2 separate regions of the Callithrix jacchus genome follow, and region 1 is linked to region 2. Evidence: chromatin contacts called from public Hi-C data. All regions are on one chromosome and are shown on one strand. Each heading gives the region's core, a stretch centred on a gene start, on an enhancer-like site or on the middle of the called end of the contact. The rest is flanking DNA. Distances are from core to core; before and after follow the strand shown. Region 1 holds the start of UBE2Q1 (ubiquitin conjugating enzyme E2 Q1). Region 2 overlaps SHE (Src homology 2 domain containing E).

The links. A called contact is a pair of places that touch in the nucleus more often than the background predicts.
Region 1: a contact with region 2 is called in a Hi-C map of skeletal muscle, with 5 times the contacts expected there. The contact joins the promoter of UBE2Q1 here to the enhancer-like site in region 2. A contact is called at or near these places in 3 of 3 Hi-C or Micro-C datasets (induced pluripotent stem cells and skeletal muscle).

What each region holds. Positions count from the first base shown.
Region 1 is chr18:14,965,343-14,972,092 of calJac240_pri, forward strand. It overlaps UBE2Q1 (ubiquitin conjugating enzyme E2 Q1), which reads right to left and starts at 3,408. Exons shown (of 13, transcript XM_017966311.4): 1 at 2,970-3,408; 2 at 605-709; 3 at 168-272. The coding sequence starts at 3,296.
Region 2 is chr18:14,889,656-14,897,200 of calJac240_pri, forward strand. SHE (Src homology 2 domain containing E) reads right to left here. Exons shown (of 6, transcript XM_008984481.5): 3 at 5,246-5,551; 4 at 1,510-1,666. Among named protein-coding and RNA genes, the nearest start is that of SHE, 15 kb to the right of the region's middle. Within about 2 kb of position 5,451, at least 12 of the 16 cell types and tissues checked have an H3K27ac peak or open chromatin away from gene starts, as enhancers often do. A contact at or near this core is called in skeletal muscle, where this site is marked.

The sequences.
Region 1 (6,750 bases), core at 2,158-4,657, 74 kb after region 2:
AGAGAAGATTCCCATCTGGAGAAGAGCGAGGGTGAGAGTCACAAGACATGTATGTGTTCGGAAGCCGGTGGGCATGGAGAGAAACTACTGCAGATTTGTCTCAATTATTTACTGAGTACTCTCTGTGGGGCAACTCTGCACAACAGGGCCCACCCTCAGCTGCTCACCTGCTCTGCTGGCAAGGGTTGATCCAGCATCTCCACATCTGGATGCTGAGGGAGGTTATAGAGTTTACACAGGTCGGAGATGATCCTCTTCAGATGCTGTAATAGCTACAGGTAGGGAACACAGAGACATCAAATACTCCCTTCCCCACTCCAATCTGGACAAGTGCATGGACGAGCTCTTAGCTTGGGCCCCAAACCAATACCTAGTTCTCTAAGCCTTATGGGCCATGTGGCTATGGGAATGAGTCTCCTGATGGACCAATCCCAGGGCTGGTGCAGGGTCTCCCTCTGGCTTCAGTAAGCAACTCCCCTGGGAGGTCAGCCCCTAAATGTTTAGCTGCCTGTACCGTCCACTTTTCAGGATCCCTTTCATAGGACGCCTTTGTGACATGAGCCTCACAGTAATAAAATGCACCCCTACCCTGTGGCCCCCTCACCAGAGTATTCCCTTTCTTTATATCCACCAGCCTCTCCAAGACAGCAGCCAAGTTAGGGTCATCCGACTCCACTGACCAGATGGGGGGCACAGCAGGGTATGACTCCTGAGGGGAAAAGAGCAACAAAAGCAATCAAAATGGGTGACTTGGGGAAAAAGCCAGATTTTGCCTGCCCTCTTCCCCCCAAGACTTCTAGCCCCTTTGCTTCCCACCCCACCCCCAAAAACACATAAATCCCCAATTCAGGTCAGCATCTAACCAAGCACTTTCACAACAAATCCTAAACTGGAAAACAAAACCAGTCTTTGGGAGGACTCTTTCCAAGAAGCAGGCTGGGACCTTTTCTTTCTTTCCTCAAGAGTACAAACCAGAAAACCCGGCACAGCCAAACTTAGCTAACAGCGAGGGGGAACTTCTGATCTCCTGCACTGCCTATACAAGTTCCAGACTTCAGGTTCTCCCTGTACCCAGAACAGAGTCCTCCAAGCTCGCTTTTCAAACTCCAGAATCAGTTGAGGAAGGGATCACCTCATCACAATCACACTGAAGTGAAAAAAGCAGAGTTCAGTAGGGAAAGAAGTATAAAAGCTCGACTGTATCTCTAGAACCCAAGAGTAAAAGGGTACTGGCAAGAATCTCTCCACACCACTCCCAGAAGAACCCCTCAAAGATCAATTCTCCCCACCTCTCCCTTGGGAACCTGCCACCCTCTCAGTCCAGGCGTGGGCTGTAGGGCTCCACATGGCAGCCTGGGAGAAAGAAGCCTACGCTGCTGACATTCCCAGCATTCCTGAGCCACGGTGCCAAATGCAGCCTGACCAGACTCCCCCTCTGCCCAAACCAAGGGGGCTAGTTTAGGCCAAGTCTCCTTTATAGGGACCAAGGGGCATCTGGCTGAGGACCCCCTAAATTTAACTTCCTGCCAGAGACAAAGGCAGTAAATGGCCTCAGGCAACAGAAAGCAGCTGGATGGGGGGCAAACCTACCCTTAAGGAATTAGAAGCTTAATTCAAGAACAAAATTAACTCTTGAGGTTCCTTATCCACCTCTACTGGGTATCTCAGCACTGCCATGGCTCTAATCCTCAATGCTGGAGGAAAAATAATTATCAAAGATGCCCAAGTCTTCACTTGACTAAGCCACTCCTAGCCCTTCAATTCTAACTTTTTAGCAGGAAAGACGAAAGGAAATGAGAGAAATGGTTTGAGTGGGGTATGAAATGGTATGAGTTTTGGTGGGGCACCAATCAATCCAAACTGAGGCTTACCTCACCAAACCTTGACCCGGTTTGATTGAGAAAAGGGACAGAAAACACCATGTCAGTTGAATTTAGGCCCCCAAGTACCAGAGAATTCACAACTCTGCCTTTCCTCAGGCTACTCGGATTCGGTCTGCCTGCTTGGATAAAGTACTGTCTGCTAGCATTTCAGCTACTGCTCCGGGTAGAGAGAATACCATCACAGCAGGTAACATCAACCAATGTAAGTGCTATACCATGCAATACCAGACATTCCCAAATTAGCAGAAGCCAGTTCTCCATTCAAGGGATGTCTGAGGGTAGACCAGGCAGGAGACAAGTAAGGTGTATGCCTAAGATGGAATAACCCTCACAGGGGAGAAATGCAACTGTTACTGCTCAGAAAAAATGAGGGTGGCCCTGGCACATCACATCACTATCATTACCAGGAAAGGCAACAACCCACGGCAACTGGACATCCACAGGGAACAGGGAGGGGAGTGGCACAACTGCTACCAACCGAGGCAAAAAGAGCAGAGTTAGAGGTTACACCAGAAAGAGGGAATCCAGAGAAAGAGGAGGAGTCAGTGAGCTGCAAACTATGACTTGGTGAAGTTCAGAGAGCAAGAGGGGCTCCATGAGGGATGCCTAGGCGAGGATCCCACAGGTGGCAACGTCCTAAGTCAGAGGTAATACTGAGAAGGGGGCATCACCGAAATGTGCAGAGAGTTCCAGGCCAGGGCTTTCCAGCTGGGGTCAGTGCCGAGGCCTAAAACCTTGAAATAGGAGTAAGGGGAAGAAAGGCGCATTCCTAGGTGGCAAGTTAAAGTTGTGGAAGAGTAGCCAAAAAAGCCAAAATAATGAACCTTGGGATGTGGGTGGGTTCGTGGAAATGGGTAGTCTAGGCGCCATATGTCGGGGTGTCCCTCGCTATCGGGGTCAATGGTAGAGATTCTGGGGGCACCGCAGAACCTCAAGCAGCAGAAACAAGTGTAACCTGGAGAGAAAGAGCTGAGCCCTGAGAGGGGCTTCGGCCTCCCAGGTCCTTCGAGAGCAAAAAGCTGGATGTAGTGATCCTGGGTCCCTGACAAGAGGCCCCCACAGAAGCGCAAGCGAGAGAGTCCTCACCGTGATGTTGCAGTGGATGCGGACAGGATCCCCAGGCACCGATCCCCGTTGGGGTAGATGCGGTCCGGGCGCGGCCCCCGCCCCGGCCCCTCCGGCCCCAGCCAGCAGGAACTCGCAGCTCAGCTCGTCCAGGCAAGCGCTGGCAATGCGGAAGCGCTCGTGGCCGCGGTGGAAGATGGACTCGAGCAGCTTCAGCTCTCGCCTCAGGCAGGGCCCCGGCCCCGGGCCCCCCCCCGGGCCGCCCCCGGCCCCCGGCGCCGCCCCCTGGCCCCCCAGCTGCTGCCCCGGCCCCGGCTGCTGCTGCCCCTGCGGCTGCGGCTGCTGCATCCTCCGCTCCGCTCCGCTCCGGGGCCGGCGGGCCGGGAGCCTCCGGCCTCCGCTCCGGGCTCCGCCGCCGCCGCCGCCGCCGCGGTCCGCACTTCCTGATCCCCCCTTCGCCAAGATGGCGCCGCCGCCACCTCCGGGACAGGCCCCCCCGCTCCGCTCACTGGCCCCCTCCAGCCGCCGGAAGCCGCGCGCCCCTCCTCCTCCTCCACCTCCTCCTCCTCCTCCTCGGCGGCCCCGCCTCCGTCCCCCTCACGTGACTTCCCTGCTCTGGCCTCCTCCACGTGATCTCTCCGTCTTTCCCGCCCCCCTGTTCTCGCCTGCCACCCTCCACATGTGACCCGGGGCTTGGGGCTTGCCTCTATGTGAGCGCCTCAGTGCGTGTTTGCGTACGTCGTGCGTGCTTGCGCGCGACGCCCCTTCGTCGGCGCTCCCCTCTCACGTGACCTAGCGCCGCGTGCTCCCAGGGGCTACCCGCGCAGGACGCTGTTTCCTGCGCCGGGCCCCGCTTCCCCCGCCCCCGAGCCGTGGCGAGTGTGCCCGGCACTCCATAGTCAGAGAAGAAAGAAGTGCAGTCTCCGCCGTGCAATCTTTATCCTGCGCTCCCGATGCTGGTCTACGGCGCAGGATCCCGGAGCCTGTGCTCCCCGTGGGGGTGGGCATACTGTATCTTCACCCTGAATGAGGGGCGTGTGGTCGGGGAAGGAGCCCGGGACCAGGATGCAAGAGGCGTAGATTCTCGTCTGAGCCCTGGCTCTGATGGCGTTTTGTGACCTTGGGTTAATCACTTTTCCGCCCAGTCTCAGTTTCCTCATCGTACAATGGCTCTCATGAGGACGATGCCTGTTTTTTCCTATTTCCAGGGAGGGATTCGATGAGAGGAGACCATGAAATGAGGAATAATAATGGATCACTGCTTTATTATGTATAAGCGGTAGTCAGTAGCTGGCCTTTGGCGCTTTTTAGACCCCATGAGTCTGGACGAGGCTGGGGGTTGGACAGCATGGACTTCCCCTACAGAGTCATGGAAGGAGTGCGGACTCGGGTAGACCCCATGCCCTGTCCTAGGCCTAAATGGCTAACACCTTGTCGCAGTGGTCCTGGCAGCTGCCGGGAATAGGTAGTGCCTCCAGACTCTCGGTAGGTGGCACTATCACAAAGGACAAAGCTGGCTGAAGCTACAGAAATCCCGAGCTGGCATTCCTTTGCCAAGGGCAGGTGTCATTAGCCTGTGGTAAGGCCTGCTCAGTTCTGCTCGGCCAACTCAGCCCTTAAACCACTGGCCAGATTGCCCCCTTTCTATCCCACTTGGACTAAAATGAGCTAGCCTTTGCTGGAAGGCTATTCACTTGTCTTTGCAGAAGCCTCCGTTGGCCAAGTTGGGGTATGGATAAAGATGATTACAGTCTGTTCCTGGTCCTATTTATCTCGTTTGGGTGGCCTGAACAGTTTGCTACATGTTGACTTTGTATATACAAGCTGATAGCATAAAAGTCTGTGGTAGGACTTCTGGTTTATTGTTTCCTGAGCCAGGGTGTTTGCAAATATTTAAAAATATATATATAAGACAGGGTCTTGCTTTCTCGTCCAGCCTGAAGTGCAGAGGTACAGGCTCAGTTCACTGCAGCCTCGACCTCCTGGGTTTAAGCTGTCCTCCCACCTCAGCCTCTCAAATAACTGGGACTACAGCTGCACACCACCATGGCCAGCTAATTTTTGTATTTTTTTGTAGAAAGGGGTCTTGCTATGTTGCCCAGGCTGGTCTCAAACTCATGGGCTCAAGTGATCCACCCATCTCAGCCTCCCAAAGTACTGGGATTATACATACGAGCCATTGTGCCCAGGTGCAAGTTTTGTTTTTTGTTTTTTTTTTTTTTGAGACGGAATCTCGCACTCCACGCCAAGCTGGAGTGCAGTGGTGTGATCTTGGCTCACTGCAACCTCCGACCGCCTGGTTCAAGGGATTCTCCTGCCTCAGCCTCCCAAGTAGCTGGGATTACAGGTACGCACCACCACGCCCAGCGAATTTTTATATTTTTAGTAGAGACAGTGTTTCACCATGTTGGCCAGGATGGTCTCGATTTCCTGACCTCATGATCCACTTGCCTCAGCCTCCCAAAGTGTTGGGATTACAGGCATGAGCCACCGTGCCCGTCCAGTGCATGTATTTTTAAATCTCCCAACAGCATGGCAATATAAGTGTTTTTACCTGTTTACAGGTGGGGAAAAAGAGTGACTCTGCAAAGATATCCAGTCCGTAAGCAGAGTTCCTAGGTCTGTCTCCAGAGTCTATGCCCTTGTACCCCACTTGCCTTTTTAGTGCTTTGAACCCCAGTTCTGCCAACTATTAATGATGTAACTGTGGGCGAATTGCTTCGCTTGTTTGTGCCTCGGTTTCCACACCTGTAAAATGGAGATCATAATAGTACCTACTGTTAGGAAAATTATGTGAGAACACAACACACCTAAAGTGCGTAAATTAGTGCACATGAGAAGAGCACAAAAGGTTTTTTAAAAATCGGGCTCAGCATGGCTTGTATCTAGTGAAAGGGCAGAGGGTAGGAAATGAGTCCAGGGCTAGATTATGGAGATCACAGTACATTATTTGGGTTTTATTCAAAGCACAGTGGGAAACCCCTGGAGGATTTTAAGCAGGAAGTGGCATGAGCTGGGTTAAAAATTTAAAAGATCACTCTGGCTGTTCTGTGGAAAATGGATTGTAGGGATTTTAATTTTTCTGCAAAGGTCATTTGTTACAGGTGCCCATGTTTGGAGTAGAGTGAGCAACCTTCTCCTTTGACTTGCTCCCTGAGCATCAATTTCTGTCATTGGCTCAACAAATAGTGTCCTGAGCACTTGATCTTTGCAGGAATTGTAGAGGGCACTGGGGATGCAGAGATGAAGAAGATAATGGCCCCAGCCAGGTGCAGGGGCCAGGCCCAGGGAGGCCGAGGCAGGCAGATCATGAGGTCAGGAGTTTGAGACCAGCCTGGCCAGCATGGTGAAACCCTGTGTCTACTAAAAATAACAAAAATTAGCTGAGTATGGTGGCACACACCTGTAGTCGGAGGCTGGGGCAGGAGAATTGCTTGAACCTGGGAGGCAGAGGTTGCAGTGAGCCGAGATGGCACCACTGCACTCGAGTCTGAGCAACAGAGCAAGATTATGTCTCAAAAAAGAAGAAGAAGAAGAAGAAGAAGAAGAAGAAGAAGAAGAAGAAGAAGATAATGGCCCCTGTGGGAAGCTTTGGCATGATTTGTGGTACAGAGGAGAGGCTCCTTATAGGATAGCTCCTACTCATTACTTTTGTTGTATTCTTGCTCCACCCCTTACGGCCGAGGTGGGCAGATCACTTGAGGTCAGGAGTTTGAGACCAGCCTGGCCAATGTGGTGAAACTCCATCTCTACTAAAAATACAAAAATTAGCCGGGCATGGTGGCAGGTGCCTGTAGTCCCA
Region 2 (7,545 bases), core at 4,201-6,700:
AACGATATATCTGAAGATATATAAAGACTCAAAACAAGGGGATGGAAAAAAACTCACCAACCAAATGGAGAGCAAAAATAAATAAATAAAAAGCAGGAGTTGCAATTCTCACACTTAATAAAATAGATTTCAAAGCTACAAGGATGCAACGGTAAAAGGATTAATGTAACAATAAGAGATCTTAACACCCAGATACATAAGACACATAATGAGATTTAGATTCAATGAGACAACAAATTGATAACGATATCCAGGACTTGAACTCAGAGCCAGAACAAATAAACACAATAGAGGTCTTCATTTTAAACACATAAAATATGCATTAACCACTTTAAACACTCAAAATATTGATCGGCCATTATTGAAACCCATTTTAGGAATGAAGTAATATTCCTTTTTCCCTCTTTTTCTTTTTTTCCCCTTCTTTTTCTCTTTTTCTCTCTAAAAAGAAAAAAAAACAAAAAAAAAACAATTAGCCAATCCTGGTTAAAAAAAAAAAAAAAAAAGATGTACTGGATCAGTAGCCTAAATCACAAACTAAATTGGGATGAGATTAGGAAAATATATAAATGTATCAAAGTTTTTCAGTATTGGTAGCCATTGTTTTTATTTTGATCGAGGTGTAATATATATATAAATAATACACCAATTTTAAGTATACAGTTTGATGAGTTTTGATAAACATTTTGATTTTATTTTACTTGTTTTCTTCCTTTACTTTTTTTTGAAATAGAGTGTCATCCAGGCTGGAGTGCAGTAGCACAATCTTGGCCCGCTGCAGCCTCTGCCTTCCAGGTTCAAGCAATTCTCCTGCCTCAGCCTCCTGAGTAGCTGGGATTACAGGTGTGTGCCACCACGCCCAACTAATTTTTGCATTTTTAGTAGAGATGGGGTTTCACCATGTTGGCCAGGCTGGTCTTGAACTCCTGGCCTCAGGTGATTTACCCACCTTGGCCTCCCACAGTGCTGGGATTACAGGTGTTAGCCACTGCGCCTGGCCTGAGTTTTGACAAATGTATGTTTTCCCCTCTCTGACCACAATCCCAACAAAGATGGAGAGCATTTCCATCACACCAAAAGGTTTCCTCCTGCCCTTTACAGTCAACCTTCCCTACCCCATCCCTGGTGCCTGGCACCTGCTTATCTGCCTTCTGTTGCTATTGATAAGCTCTTCTAGAATTTCATTCTGTAAATGAAATTTTATGGAATATAGTTGTGTCATGCTTCATATACATATATATATATGTATACATATGGCTTTTCATAAAAAAAAAAAGAAAAAAAAAAAAAAAGAATAACATCTACAATGAGCTTGTTGAGATGCAGTGCACTTTCCATTCTGCACAATGCACCAGGCTTTGAAGACAGGTTTTCATTAAAAGTCCCATCCCAGCAAATATTTATTAACAAAAAATCATCATGTTAAATGGGCCAGTGTGTCCCCCCATACTAAGCTGTCATTAAGCTCCCAGCCACCGTCTGTTCCAAGGGCCCGTGGAGGAGACTCACGGCTGTTTCTCCAGGGGCAGGCCCGGGTCCACTCTCTCCCCGTCACTGTGGTCTGAGAGGGCTGGCTTCAGGATCTTTTGGGTCCAGCTCTTCTGCCGGTGGTGCTGCCTCACTGTCTCCTCCCTGAGGGAAGGTCGCTCAGCTCCTTCAAACTGGACTGGAAGGAAGACTCCATTTAACATCACAGGCCACTGAGGTGATTCATGTAAACTTCAAAGGAAAAAAACCTCCTTGCCTGCCTGGGCTCAGGAAAGAAGCATTTTCCCCCGTTAACATCAACTATAATATACTGCAAAATAGCCTGGTGAGCTGAGCTCCTGCTGTCTTTGATATCTGATCACACTGCTAGCATCCCTCATACAGACTCTTTTTCTGTAAAGTATTCATCCGTATAAAATGGTTTCAGATTATAAGGGAAAACCACTTTAACATAGTTCAACATGGACTTTTTAATAACTTGCAGTTTTGCTATTTTTAGGATAAGTGATTAAACATAGTTACAGTTAATGAACGCTTGCAAGGATGTGTATCATCCTATAAAACCAAACCAAGTTTTTAATATGAAATAATAAACAAAAAGAAAAATCAACTCAGAAACAGAAAGAGACTCACACATGATACGTCTGAGATGCCATGAACCCTGAGCTGGACAGGAGATGAAATGGCAGCACCTGGTACAGTACCAAGAAATCAGCAGGTACCCCAGAAAGATATGTTGAAAAGAAGACAAAAGACTGGGTGTGGTGGCTCACCCCTATAATCCCAGCACTTTGGGGAGGCTGAGGCAGGTCAGGAGTTCGAGACCAGCCTGGACAACATGGTGAAACACTGTCTCTACTAAAAATACAAAAATTAGCTGGGCTTGGTGGCATACGCCTGTAATCCCAGCTACTCGGGAGACTGAGGCAGGAGAATCGCTAGGACCTAGAAGGCGGAGGTGGCAGTGAGCCGAGATCCTGCCATTGCACTACAGCCTGGGCGACAGAGCAAGACTCTGTCTCAAAAAAAAAAAAAAAAAAAAAAAAAAAGATTAAAATGTCAAATGAAGCTGACTAGGCTGGGCATGGTGGCTCTTGCCTGTAATCCCAGCACTTTGGGAGACATAGGTGGGAGGATCACCTGAGCTCAGGAGTTCGAGACCCACCTGGGCAGCATAGTGAGACCCCATCACTAAAAAATTAAAGTATAATCCAGGAGTGGTGGTGCACACATGTAGTCCCAGCTCCTTGGGAGGCTGAGGTGAGAGGACTGCTTGAGCTCAGGAGGCTGAGGATGCAGTGAGCCATGATCAGACCACCGCACTCCAGCCTGGGTGGCAGAGAGAGACCCTGTCTCAAAAAAACTAAAAAAGAAAATAACTTACTCAAACGGTTACTATCAAATACATTAACTTCTCCATTCACCCTTTACATTGGTTATACTTTATTATTATTTTTGAGCCAGAGTCTTGCTGTTACCCAGGCTGGAGTGCAGTGGCGCGATCTTGGCTCACGGCAACCCCTGCCTCCTGGGTTCAAGCAATTCTTTTCGCCTCAGCCTCCTGAGTAGCTGGGACCACAGGCATGCACCACCACATTCTGCTCATTTTTATATTTTTAGTAGAGACAGGGTTTCAACATATTGGCCAGGCTGGTTTTAAACTCCTGACCTCAAGTGATCTACCCATGTTGGCCTCCCAAAATGCAGGGATTACAGGGGTGAGCCGCTGTACCTGGCCTGGTTATATTTTTATTTATTTACTTATTATTATTTTGAGAGGGAGTTTTGCTCTTGTTGCCCAAGCTGGAGTGCAATGGTGTGATCCCGGCTCACTGCAACCACCGGCCCCTGGGTTCAAGCAATTCTCCTGTCTCAGCCTGCCCAGTAGCTGGGATTACAGGTGCCTGTCACCACCATGCCTGGCTAATCTTTTGTATTTTTAGTAGAGATGGGGTTTCACCATGTTGGCCAGGCTGGTCTCGAACTCCTGACCTCAGGTGATCCACCTGCCTTGGCCTGCCAAAGTGCTGGAATTACAGGCATGAGCCACGGCGCCCGGCCACTTACTTATGTTTATTTTTTGAGACAGAATCTTGCTCTGTTCACCCAGGGTGGAGTGCAGTGGTGCGATCTTGGCTCACTGCAACTTCCGCCTCCAGGGTTCAGGTGATTCTCCTGTTTCAGCCTGCTCAGTAGCTGGGATTAGATACCCACCACCACGCCTGGCTAATCTTTTGTGTTTTTAGTAGAGTAGTAGAGACTGGGTTTCACCATGTTGGCCAGGCTGGTCTCAAACTCTTGACTTCAGGTGGTCCACCCATCTTGGCCTCCAAAGTGCAGGGATTATAGGTGTGAGCCACAGCACCCAGCCTGGTTATACTTTTAAATGGAAACCTGGCTTTACTATTACAGGAAAGAGATATGCTTAAAATGTTAAATTAAAGGCAAAGAAATTATGTGGCCAGCCAAGTAGAAAAACTATGTCTTCAGAGAAGCAGGAGGGAGAATTACATGTAACGTCTATTGAAAACCCATTTATCAACTTTTTAAAAGATATTTTAAAAATTCACACCTGAAGAACAGATTCCTTTGGAGGATTTTTGAAAACCAAACCAAACCAAACCAAACCATCCAGATTCCTCCAGCTTTCCGGCCATCTCTACTTGTATTCCATTTTATCCAGCATTGCCATTTTATAACTAGGGATTTTAACAGGTTTGATGCACTAAGTTAGAGCTAGAAAAAGCTGCTTCCAATTTGATAGCTTCCGTGGTGAGAAAATAAAGGTACAGTGATTAGGAGCATTCTTTTCTCTTTTTCTGCTGACAGAGTCTCGCTCAGTTGCCCTAGCTGGAGTGCAGTGTGCTATCTGGGCTCACTGCAACCTCCGCCTCCCAGGTTCAAACAATTTTCCCACCTCAGCCTTCCAAGTAGCTGGAATTACAGACGCACACCACCACACTCCGCTAATTTCTGTTTTTTTTTTGATACGGAGTTTACCTCGTTGCCCAGGCTGGAGCGCAGTGGCGCAATCGGCTCAGTGCAATCTCCACGTTTTGGGTTCAAGCGATTCTCCTGCCTCAGCCTCCTGAGTACCTGGGATTACAGGTGCGCCACCATGCCCAGCCAATTTCCGTATGATTATTATTTTTTCCAGCAGAGACAGGGTTTCACCATGTTGGCCAGGATGGTCTCGATCTCTTGATCTTGTGATCCGCCCACCTCAGCCTCCCAAAGTGCTGGGATAACGGGTGTGAGCCGCCGCACCCGGCCCTGATTTTTGTATTTTTAGTAGTGATGGGGTTTCGCCAAGTTGGCTAGGCTGGTCTCCAACTCCTGGGCTCGACTCATCCACCTATCTTGGTCTGAAGTAACCCGAATTACAAGCGTGAGCCACAGTGCCTAGCCAGGTGTACTCTTTCAATAGTCATTTCAGGCATTTCCAAAACAGTTGCACACTGAGAAGATAAAGGAATATAAAAGTACCCACAATGAAAAAACAAGTACGCGACCAGTAGCCGCAAGCCACACCGGGGCGGGCCTGGCTGGCGCTCTCACCCGACAGGGTATGCACTAGCCGGAAGTCGGAAGCCACACTAGGGCGGGAATGGCTAGCGCCCTCACCTGACAGAGCCCGTACTGGCCGGATGCCGGAAGCCACACTGGGGCGGGCCTGGCTGGCGCCCTCACCTGACAAGAGCCCATACTGGCCGGAAGCCGGAAGCCACACTGGGGCGGTCCTGGCTGGCGCCCTCACCTGACAGAGCACGTACGATCTGTTCCTTCTTCCACTCCCAGGGCTGCTCGTACTCGGCTGCGGGCCGCTCGTCATTCTCGGGCAGCCGGCTGTCTGGGGGCCGCGCCTTCCCCTCTGCCCTGGGGCCCCCTTCTGCAGGCTCGTAGGGAGTGTCGTACAGCTGTGGCGGCTTCCCCAGCAGGTCCTTGGAACTCCGTCTTTTGGCCAAGGTCTCTGACTTCAGGCTGCCCTCCGCGGGTTCACAGGGATTGTCAAGCAGCTGGAGAGCCTTCACCAAGGGATCCTTGGAACCCCGTCGTCTAATTTCTGAAAAATACACGCAATACACAATGCCTTCAAAGAAAGGTGCTATAAACCTGGTCATTAACCCAGTTACCTCAGCACCCCTGGCTGGCCGGCTGAAGGTGGCAGGTAACTCCAAGATTGTTCTCTGATGGGCTGACTGCTTCTGAGCTGTGCTACAAAAGCAGAACGAAGGTGCCTACAGCTTCTTCCCTCCAGCTGCCTGAATCAGATAATGGGATCCACATTTAAGGTGGGAGATTACATCTGAAGACAAGCACACCTCCAGGATGCCACTTGCAGTTTCTAAGTAGTGGCCTCAGGGTAACCTGCTTCACTTCCGGGTTCTGGTGCCTGCTGGAGTATAGCTCACCTTCAGCGTTTTTCCATTTTGTCAGGAGGCCTAGATAAACTAATTGTAATAAAATCGACTGCAAGTCAAAAATACATTTAATACATCTAACCTACTGAGTATCAGTTAAGCCTAGCCTACCTTAAATGAACAAATTAGCCCACAGCTGGACACAATCTGACGATGCCCATTTTGTAATACAGTTTTGAATATCTTGTAATCTATTGATGACTGCAAATAAAAACCAGAATGGCTCTATGGGACTCAAAGCACAATTTCTACTGAAAGCATATCACTTTTGCATCACTGTAAAGGTTGCCTAACCATGGTAAGTCAGGGACTGTCTGGATAGTCAAAGCATTGCTGCATATACACTGAGGGAAATCATTTATGTGCATTAGTCAGAGTTCTTGACTCCTATGCACTTTCAATATATTGAAGGAAGCCAGACACATTCATAAATAATATGTATTGGGCTAATAATTCCAGAATAAATCAAAGTAAAAGAGGCGTTATAGGGAAAACCAGTAATAACAACAGCTAACATTTATTGATGGCTTACCATGTATGAAACGCTATTCTAAGTGTCTAGTAACTTTCACAATCACTCTGATTATGGGATACCATCACTTCCCCATTATTACAGAAGAGAAAACTGAAGCGCATAGAGTTTAAGGAAATTGTATAGACCAGTAAGTGCCAAAGCCTGGATTCAGCAGCAGGAAATTGGGCTCTAGAAGCCATACTTTTAGCCACTACACTTGGATTGACTCCAAGTGGAAGAGAAATGGAAGATGAGTTGACTTTGATAGAAAAGGCCATTTCCAGTGGAGGAAGCTGCATGAGTAAAGATATAGAGGTGGGAATGATAGAAGGCTTGTTCCCATAATGGGGAGCTGAGAGATGGGTCTAAAAGGCCAGAAGGCCACACACAACAGAGGCAGTGGTTAGTGGGAGAAATGGCTGGAAGCACAGGCAAGCCAGGCGCCCATTTTAAAAGCAAGGACAAAAAGTTTAGATAGTCTGTATGTAATACAAAATGATTATAAGGTTTTTTTTTGTTTTTTAGCAGAGAATAACCATTATATTTGTGTTTCACTGAAAGATAACTCTAACCATGGTGTACAGGATGGAGTAAATCAGAAAGGTATGGTCTGAAATGGTGCATAAAAATAGATGGAAAAAAACAGATGCAAACCAACCAACCGCCAGCCAGCTAACCAGCCAGTCAGCCACAGTGAGAAGGAACGAGCAGTACAGGGTGGAGAGCAGCCTGGGGTCAAGGGGCCTTGTTAGGTAGAATTAGAGATGGCTGGAGTCTGGACAACCAGAGCTGGTGATATATACAGTCTATATTATAGACCAACAGAAGCATCATGTTGTGGCTCTTCTGAATGCCCATCAGGAAGCCTTCAAACCATCCTCTACCTGATCATAGGCAAGAAGGAACTTTCTATATGCAGACATCTCATCACATAACACCTCATAAGCTCCCGACTGTCTTAAGAGGTGCTGAACACTCAGAATGGCACAGGAGGCTTATATGAGCAGGTCACTGTCTCTCTCCCCAATTTTTCAACACTACCCTGTCCCGTCTCTCCATAATCCAACTCTTTGCTCTGACCAAGTGGAACTTCTGTAGTTCCCTGCATACTACACTGTCTTG